Linked DNA regions of Sus scrofa: region 2 is linked to region 1. Evidence: chromatin contacts called from public Hi-C data. All regions are on one chromosome and are shown on one strand. Each heading gives the region's core, a stretch centred on a gene start, on an enhancer-like site or on the middle of the called end of the contact. The rest is flanking DNA. Distances are from core to core; before and after follow the strand shown.

Evidence for each region. A called contact is a pair of places that touch in the nucleus more often than the background predicts.
Region 2: a contact with region 1 is called in a Hi-C map of skeletal muscle, with 3 times the contacts expected there. The contact joins the promoter of ATP8A1 here to the enhancer-like site in region 1. A contact is called at or near these places in 6 of 47 Hi-C or Micro-C datasets (epiblast stem cells, heart right ventricle, liver and 2 more) and 1 of 2 datasets of contacts at active chromatin or transcription factors (skeletal muscle).

The regions. Positions count from the first base shown.
Region 1 is chr8:33,587,168-33,590,479 of Sscrofa11.1, forward strand. The region is part of intron 5 of ATP8A1 (phospholipid-transporting ATPase IA); the gene reads right to left. Among named protein-coding and RNA genes, the nearest start is that of ATP8A1, 48 kb to the right of the region's middle. Within about 2 kb of position 1,619, at least 2 of the 83 cell types and tissues checked have an H3K27ac peak or open chromatin away from gene starts, as enhancers often do. A contact at or near this core is called in skeletal muscle, where this site is marked.
Region 2 is chr8:33,635,287-33,638,563 of Sscrofa11.1, forward strand. ATP8A1 (phospholipid-transporting ATPase IA) reads right to left here and starts at 2,013. Exons shown (of 39, transcript XM_021101159.1): 1 at 1,656-2,013. The coding sequence starts at 1,704. It also overlaps LOC100515559.

The DNA of each region.
Region 1 (3,312 bases), core at 369-2,868:
GAGGTGAGATGTGATCAGAGTGCAAGGGCCAGAAATTTCCTTTTCTCAGAATATTTTCCTTCAGTCCTCCTGAGAATCATGAATCATTTGCTTTTTTCTTTATGTAATTGAGAAATTCCTTGAAAGAAAAAATCTCTCTCCATTGCCCCACCAGTCTTTCCACCCTTCCCTTCAACCAGGCTTCAGATCTCACAGCTTCACAATGGCTCTCCCGTTTAGAATTGGAACTCCAGTTGAGAACTATGAGGTTTTTTTTTTTAATTGAAATCTATTTGATTTACAATATTGCATTAGTTTCAGGTGTACAGCATAGCGATTCAGATTTTTCTTTGCAGATTATAGTCCACCATAGGTTATTATGAGATGTTGAATATAATTCCCTGTGCTATACCAGTAAATCCTTTTTGCTTATCTATTTTATGACTTTGTAAATGCTGGATTTAGTGGGGTTCGCAGTTCTGGTCCTCTCTGAATTCAGCAGCTTTAGGTGGGGATGGGGTTTCCCCTCCTTTGCCAAGCCCAGTTGGCTCTATCGTGTATCTTCCTTCGTCTTCTCATCATCACTGCCCTATTCCCCTTCCCTAATTAATCAAACATCAGTCTGACCTTGGGCCTCACTCACCCCATCCCTCCCCATATAGCTGTCACATTCTTTATTTACAAGTACGGCTGGGAACCTAGCCATACCCTGAATAATTCTCTCCCAAGTTCTTCACCCTGTTTTCAAAAGGCTTCCAAATTATGATCCTAACTTGCCTGCCCATCCCTGCCTCCTGCCGTGTTAGCCAAAATAGACCACGGGTTCCACACCTACCACTTGCTACACCAATTTATACAAAGGACTTGAGCATCCTCGGATTTTGGTATTGGGAGAGTCCTGGAACCCATCCCCCATGGATATGGAGGGATGACAGTATTTGCTAATCCCTGAACATATCTCATGCCTTCCCAGTGCCTCCTTGGTCACCTGCTGCAACCACTCTGACAGCTCTGCTTACTGCAAGTTCACACATCTTTTCAAACCTCTCACATGACACTTCTAAATCCCCCACTTCTTCATTTGGCTTTTATTATTTTTCTATCTTGTATCATAGTATCAGTGAGAATCTTATCTTCCTTAACCAGATTCTAATGTCCTGTAGGGCAAGAATGTGGCTTAGTTTCTTTGCATTTTCTGCACCAGGTTATACAAAGGTAGATATTCAATAAGATTTACTGAAGTGAAATAAAAGTTCTAACTTAGAGTCACACCTGTTTTCCTCCTTTCACTTTAACTATGGCTCTCAATTTCCTCAGAGGGTTTTGCTCCTCTGGGTGCAACTTTTATTTATAGGACAAATGAAAGACAATCTGGGGTTGTAATTCCCCACAAATAAATACCTCCTCTTCATCCAGAGCTATTGCTGAAAATATCTAACAAGTTCAATTTTTAAGAAATCCTAAGATTTTTAAATTTGAATTTGAAGACATTAGAGGTATCTGAAAACATTCTTTAGGCCACATATGTGCTCAATTTTTTAAGCTCACGGAAACAATACTTTTCAAGAACTATTTATAGGTAAATGATGTACATGCAGCAGAATATAGCTTCAGGCCTATGGATGGATCAGATGTAGATGTACCTCCAGGGAGACAAAAAGATTGCACACTGACTTTTTCAATAAGCCAGGGAAGTGGAGCTATTTTAAGTCCTTTCACATGCAATGAACACAACCAGATGGATTCAGTTCTGTTAGTAGGTCATTTCAGCTTGACAAGCTAAAACATATTCAACCCATACAACTCAACATCTTTTTCATAAAGGACTTTAGAGGTGAAATAGCTTCCAGTTGGACATAAGCAACCATGTTATGGTATAATATATCAGCGGCCACCAATTCGACTCTACATCTGAAAAGGCTGATGTAGCTCAGGAAGAAGGTAACAGGTGGAGATGAGATCTGTGCTTTTAGCTATGTGTCTGGTTACAAAGGATTTCATACTGTGCTTTTCTAAATTAAATTAAAACAGCAAAACTGTTTTATTAAAGACTTACTCTAATCTAATACCTACTATATAATAAAACAAGGTAGGAAACAATCTAACTCTAGAAATGGTGGCCCTCATTCAACTACAGCATCTAATCAGGTAACTGATGAGCTGCTAGATGTCACAGGTGTCTCACAGATATCCTCACCTGCGGAAGGTATACATACCATCCTTCAGGGAATATATCTAAACCTGGGATTTTAAAAAATAAAATTTACCTCATTAAGAGTTATTTTTAATTTTAATTTTTTTAGATTCTGAATATATTTCTTAAGTCTGCATCTGAACCCACGTTCCCCAGGCCTCTACATTGTGATTTTATGTGAAACTATGATTCCACTCGAAATACTGGCATGCTAGCCATAACAGCATTTCGATTAAAAAAAAAGTGCCTCTATACAATTTAATACGAGAACTAGCTCAACCACCAAAACAAATGTATATGGGGATTGGCAGTGTGTATGCAGACACATGGAGGAGGGTATACTAAATACTGGGAGTTCATATACTGAGGAAGAATCAGAGAAAATGAAGGTAAGTTTAAAGGCCAGGGAAAGCAGAGTATCCTCAATAGAGCAGTGCTCTGGGGCTTTGGGTAATGGATGTGATAAATGGACATAGTATTGTCTTTACAGGAGGCAGAGCAGAGTAAAATGATGCTATGATGACTTCAACAGAGAAAGCAAAGAGGTGGCAAGAACTTCCACCATGTTAATCATTTTTTTTTTTTTTCCCCATCAGTGCCTATGAAACAGTCTGGGACCCAGTGTTTTGAAAATACCACTTTTCACTTTTCATCTTGCTCACATTCTATCTTAAGTGTTGTGTTCAACTTGCTTTGTGTGTGTGTGTGTGTATCTACTACAGAATTTTGGTTTTACATTTTCCATGATGTAGGAGTCTATACACACACACACACACACACACACACACACAAGATTGTTTTAAATTGCTGGTCTCTTAATTTCAAATGCATTTCCAATATCCTGCATTTATATTCGCTTCTTCTCATAACTGCTGGTTTAGATATTATATTTGTGTGTGGATGGTTTCCTACTTTACTGTATGTTTGCCTTTACCAGTAAGCTTTCCCATTCATAATTTTCTTGTTTCTAGTTGTGGCCTTTTCTTTTCCACTTAGAGAAGTTTCTTCAGTGTCTGTTGTAAAGCTGGTTTGGTGGTGCTGAATTCTCACAGCTTTTGCTTGTCTATAAAGCTTTTGATTTCTCTATCAAGTCTGAATGAGAACCTTTCTCAGTAGAGTATTCTTGGCTGTAGGTATTT
Region 2 (3,277 bases), core at 763-3,262, 49 kb after region 1:
TGTTCTACATGGAATTTGTTAAGAGAGTAAATCCCAAGAGTTCTCATCACAAGGAAAAAAATTTTTTTCTATTTAATTTTGTATCTATATAAGCAGATGGATGGAAACTCACTGTGGTAATCATTTCATGATGTATGTAAGTCAAATCATGATGTCATATACCTTAAATTTATATGTGCCATATGTCAAGTATATCTCAAGAAAACTGGAAGAAAAAAAAACTGATTTCACTCAGAAGTGTAAAAAAAGAATGGACACTTTTTTACTGTGTACATTTTAAAGTAGCACTATCATTTGTTCAATGCGCATCTAAAAGGTGCACTATTTTCATTATGTTACAAATGATAATAAGTATGTACTAAATTTCTAAGTAGGACACAGCTTAGTTTTGATACTTGTGTGATCTTCTCCCCAGAGCAGTTTCACTATTTCCTAAGTACTGTAACCAGAAAATCACAGCTTTCAGAGCCCAGAGCCCCCATTTTTAACACGGGGTCTCCGAGGAGGAAAAATAATAAAATGGCCGATCTCAAACCCCTGCAATCCAATTTTCCTAACTTCTATATCTCTTCCTAAAACCACCTGCCAAACATTAAAGAATGGAGAGGGGATTGGGGGTGAAGGATGGACATCAGTGATGATAGCAATGCTATGCCAACCTTTGTAGGGTTCAAGGATGGGCTTCGGGGAGAAAAAAACAAAAGAAAACAAAACTTGAGATCTGTACAATCTTGGTTTTGCCATAAGCAAAATGAAGAAAATATTTACCCAGTGACTGTCATGTGCCAGGCAGAATGCTGAGGGCTCCTCAGAGAGGATGAAGAAAGTCTCAGTCCTTCAAAAGCTTACTTGCCTTTACCCTCGGGCATCTGTTGCTCGCTGCTGACAAGTGCAGCCATTCAACAGCTGGCCCTGGGTGGAGCAAAGAAAACAGCTTCCACCTACTAAAAAGTCAGCTCAGCTGGCCAAAGTGCAGGTATCAAGCGAAGGGAAAACCAAAACCTCAGACACCTGAGGGGAACTGGGTAAGACTCCGTTGCTGCAGGAGGCAGAACTGCAGAATGTGATGCACGGTTCTCGCTGAGCACCCAACCCCAAATAAGGCTCCTCCCGCTTAGAGAGGCGAGGGGCTGTGGATCAAAAGATCCTGCCGCCTGGGAAAGGCAAATTTGCTTTCCCGGGAACCGTGATGTGGGGGCTGCAAAAAGGTGGGCGGCCGGCTGGGGATCTGTTCCCTGGAATGGAGAAGCAGAGTGGAGACGGAGAGATTCGTGCGCTAGTGAGAAGGGAGGTGGGCTGGGCGAGAGCGCTGGGTGACAGAGACGGAAGAGTCACGCTGCGGTGTAAAGCGAGCCCTGGGGATCCCGCCGAAGACACCAATTTCGGGGCTCTGCAGCAGGGAAGGTGTCTGCGAGGGCACTGGAGGCGGCGCAGGGAGAAGGGTTCACCAGGGACCAGGCACAACAGCCAGACTTTCCTGGGGTAAAGAGCTGGGACGGGGCATCTCTTCCCCGACACACACACACTTACACACACACACAGACACACACACAGACACACAGACACACACACACACACACCCGCCCGACCTCAGGCTGGCCCCGAGCCGCTCCCGTGCGCTCTGCAAGCAGCCCGGCACTGCGGCGGCCACTCACCCTCTGCGCGGGAGCGGATCTCCGACACAGTCCTCCGCATGGTGGGCATCGCGGCGATCGCCGCAGGTGGGTCTTCAGACCGGACTCTGCACCTGTCACGGCGCCCCGCGGGAGGGGGACCTGGCTGAGCCGCTCCGAGCACTCAAAAGCCGCGCGGGCCCAGCCGCCCGCCCAGGGCAGCGCCGCTGCGGGGCGCGGCCCTCGCAAATCTGCAGGGGAAGATAAAGGCAACGAAGGCGGCGGCGTCCGCAGAGCAGAGCGAGCTCTGCCTGCACCCGCGGAGGGGGAGGCTCAGCGAGAGGCGGAGCTCCAGCGCCAGCGCCGGGGGAGGGATCTTCGGGGGAGGGATCCTCGGGGCGCGCGCTCACTCGCTCCAGCGGCAGCGCGACCTGGAAGGCGGGACGGGGCGGGGAGAGACCCTGGAGAGGCCCTCCGCTCCGCCCCTCCTTGGGTCGTACCACTGCTGTGGTTGGGATGGGGACGCTGCGGGTCTCCTCCACCCCAGGCGCCCTCGCTCCACCCCGCGGGTTCGGTTCTCCGGGTCCTTTCTCAACACCTTTCTGATTCTTGCAAGTCTTGGCCAGGGAGGAAGGGGTGCTCCAGCTCCCGCATTCTCGCAATCCCCTCCCCCTACCTTCAAGTAACAATGGAGTGGCCCTTGGTCTGGAAAGTGGGGCTGGGTGTGAGAGGGCAGGAGAGGGGCGAAAGGGGCTGGGCAGCCAAGGGTTAAGTTCCTGCCCGAGCAGTGGAAGAGGGACCGCGTGTGCGCCGCCTTCGTGAAATTCTAGCCTTTCCGCACCTCCAGCAGCCCTTGCAGCCTGAGTCGCACTTGTTTCCTCGCCTGGTATGCGCGCAACAGGCGTTGAAGCCCGGGTCTCTCGGCGCTGGTGCTCCTCCTGCCCGCGGTGCCCCTGCGCGTCTAGGGCCGGCCTCCAAGTGGCCTCCTGCGTCTCGCTAGTGCGTGGTCTGCAGTCTGACAACGCTCTGGACGAGCATTAAAATCAACTATTAGGCCAGGTGGTTCAAATAAGACTTTTGTGGTTTGTGTTTTTGCTTTTAGTCAAACATTGCAGGAAGTTGGGAGCAGTAGTTTTACCTGAAAAGAGAAGAGGTCCTACTATAAAATCCCATAAACATTTTAATTTACCCCATATCCTAGAGATATTTGTAACCTCTTTACCTTTTATTTTGTATACAGAGATCTAGCATGTTATCAAAACAAGCACAGTGTTTTTTACTTACTGCTAATTTCATCTTTAAGTTAGAATATAAGGTTTTATATAGGTTCTGGTTAGCAGTGGAAACGGCAGGAAAGGAGTAAGTTGAGTTGAAGCAATTTGCTTCTCTCATCTTGTGCTTTTCCTCCAGCACCCAGTGGAAAAGGTCTTTAATGTGAACTGCCTTCAGGTCCTGAAGGGAGAGATTGGGAAAAGTTTGAATAGAGAGATAAGCGATTATCCCCAAGCCTCAAGAAAAGAAAAACAAAATAAAATAAAACCTGCTAATAGCATCTTATCTCCATTTCTGGTATGTCCTCTGCCTTCTGCAGGTAACATTTGCTAATCAGAGCCCTGCCCTACGTTAATACTGAGTCAGGCCGTCAATGCATATTTATGAAGAAC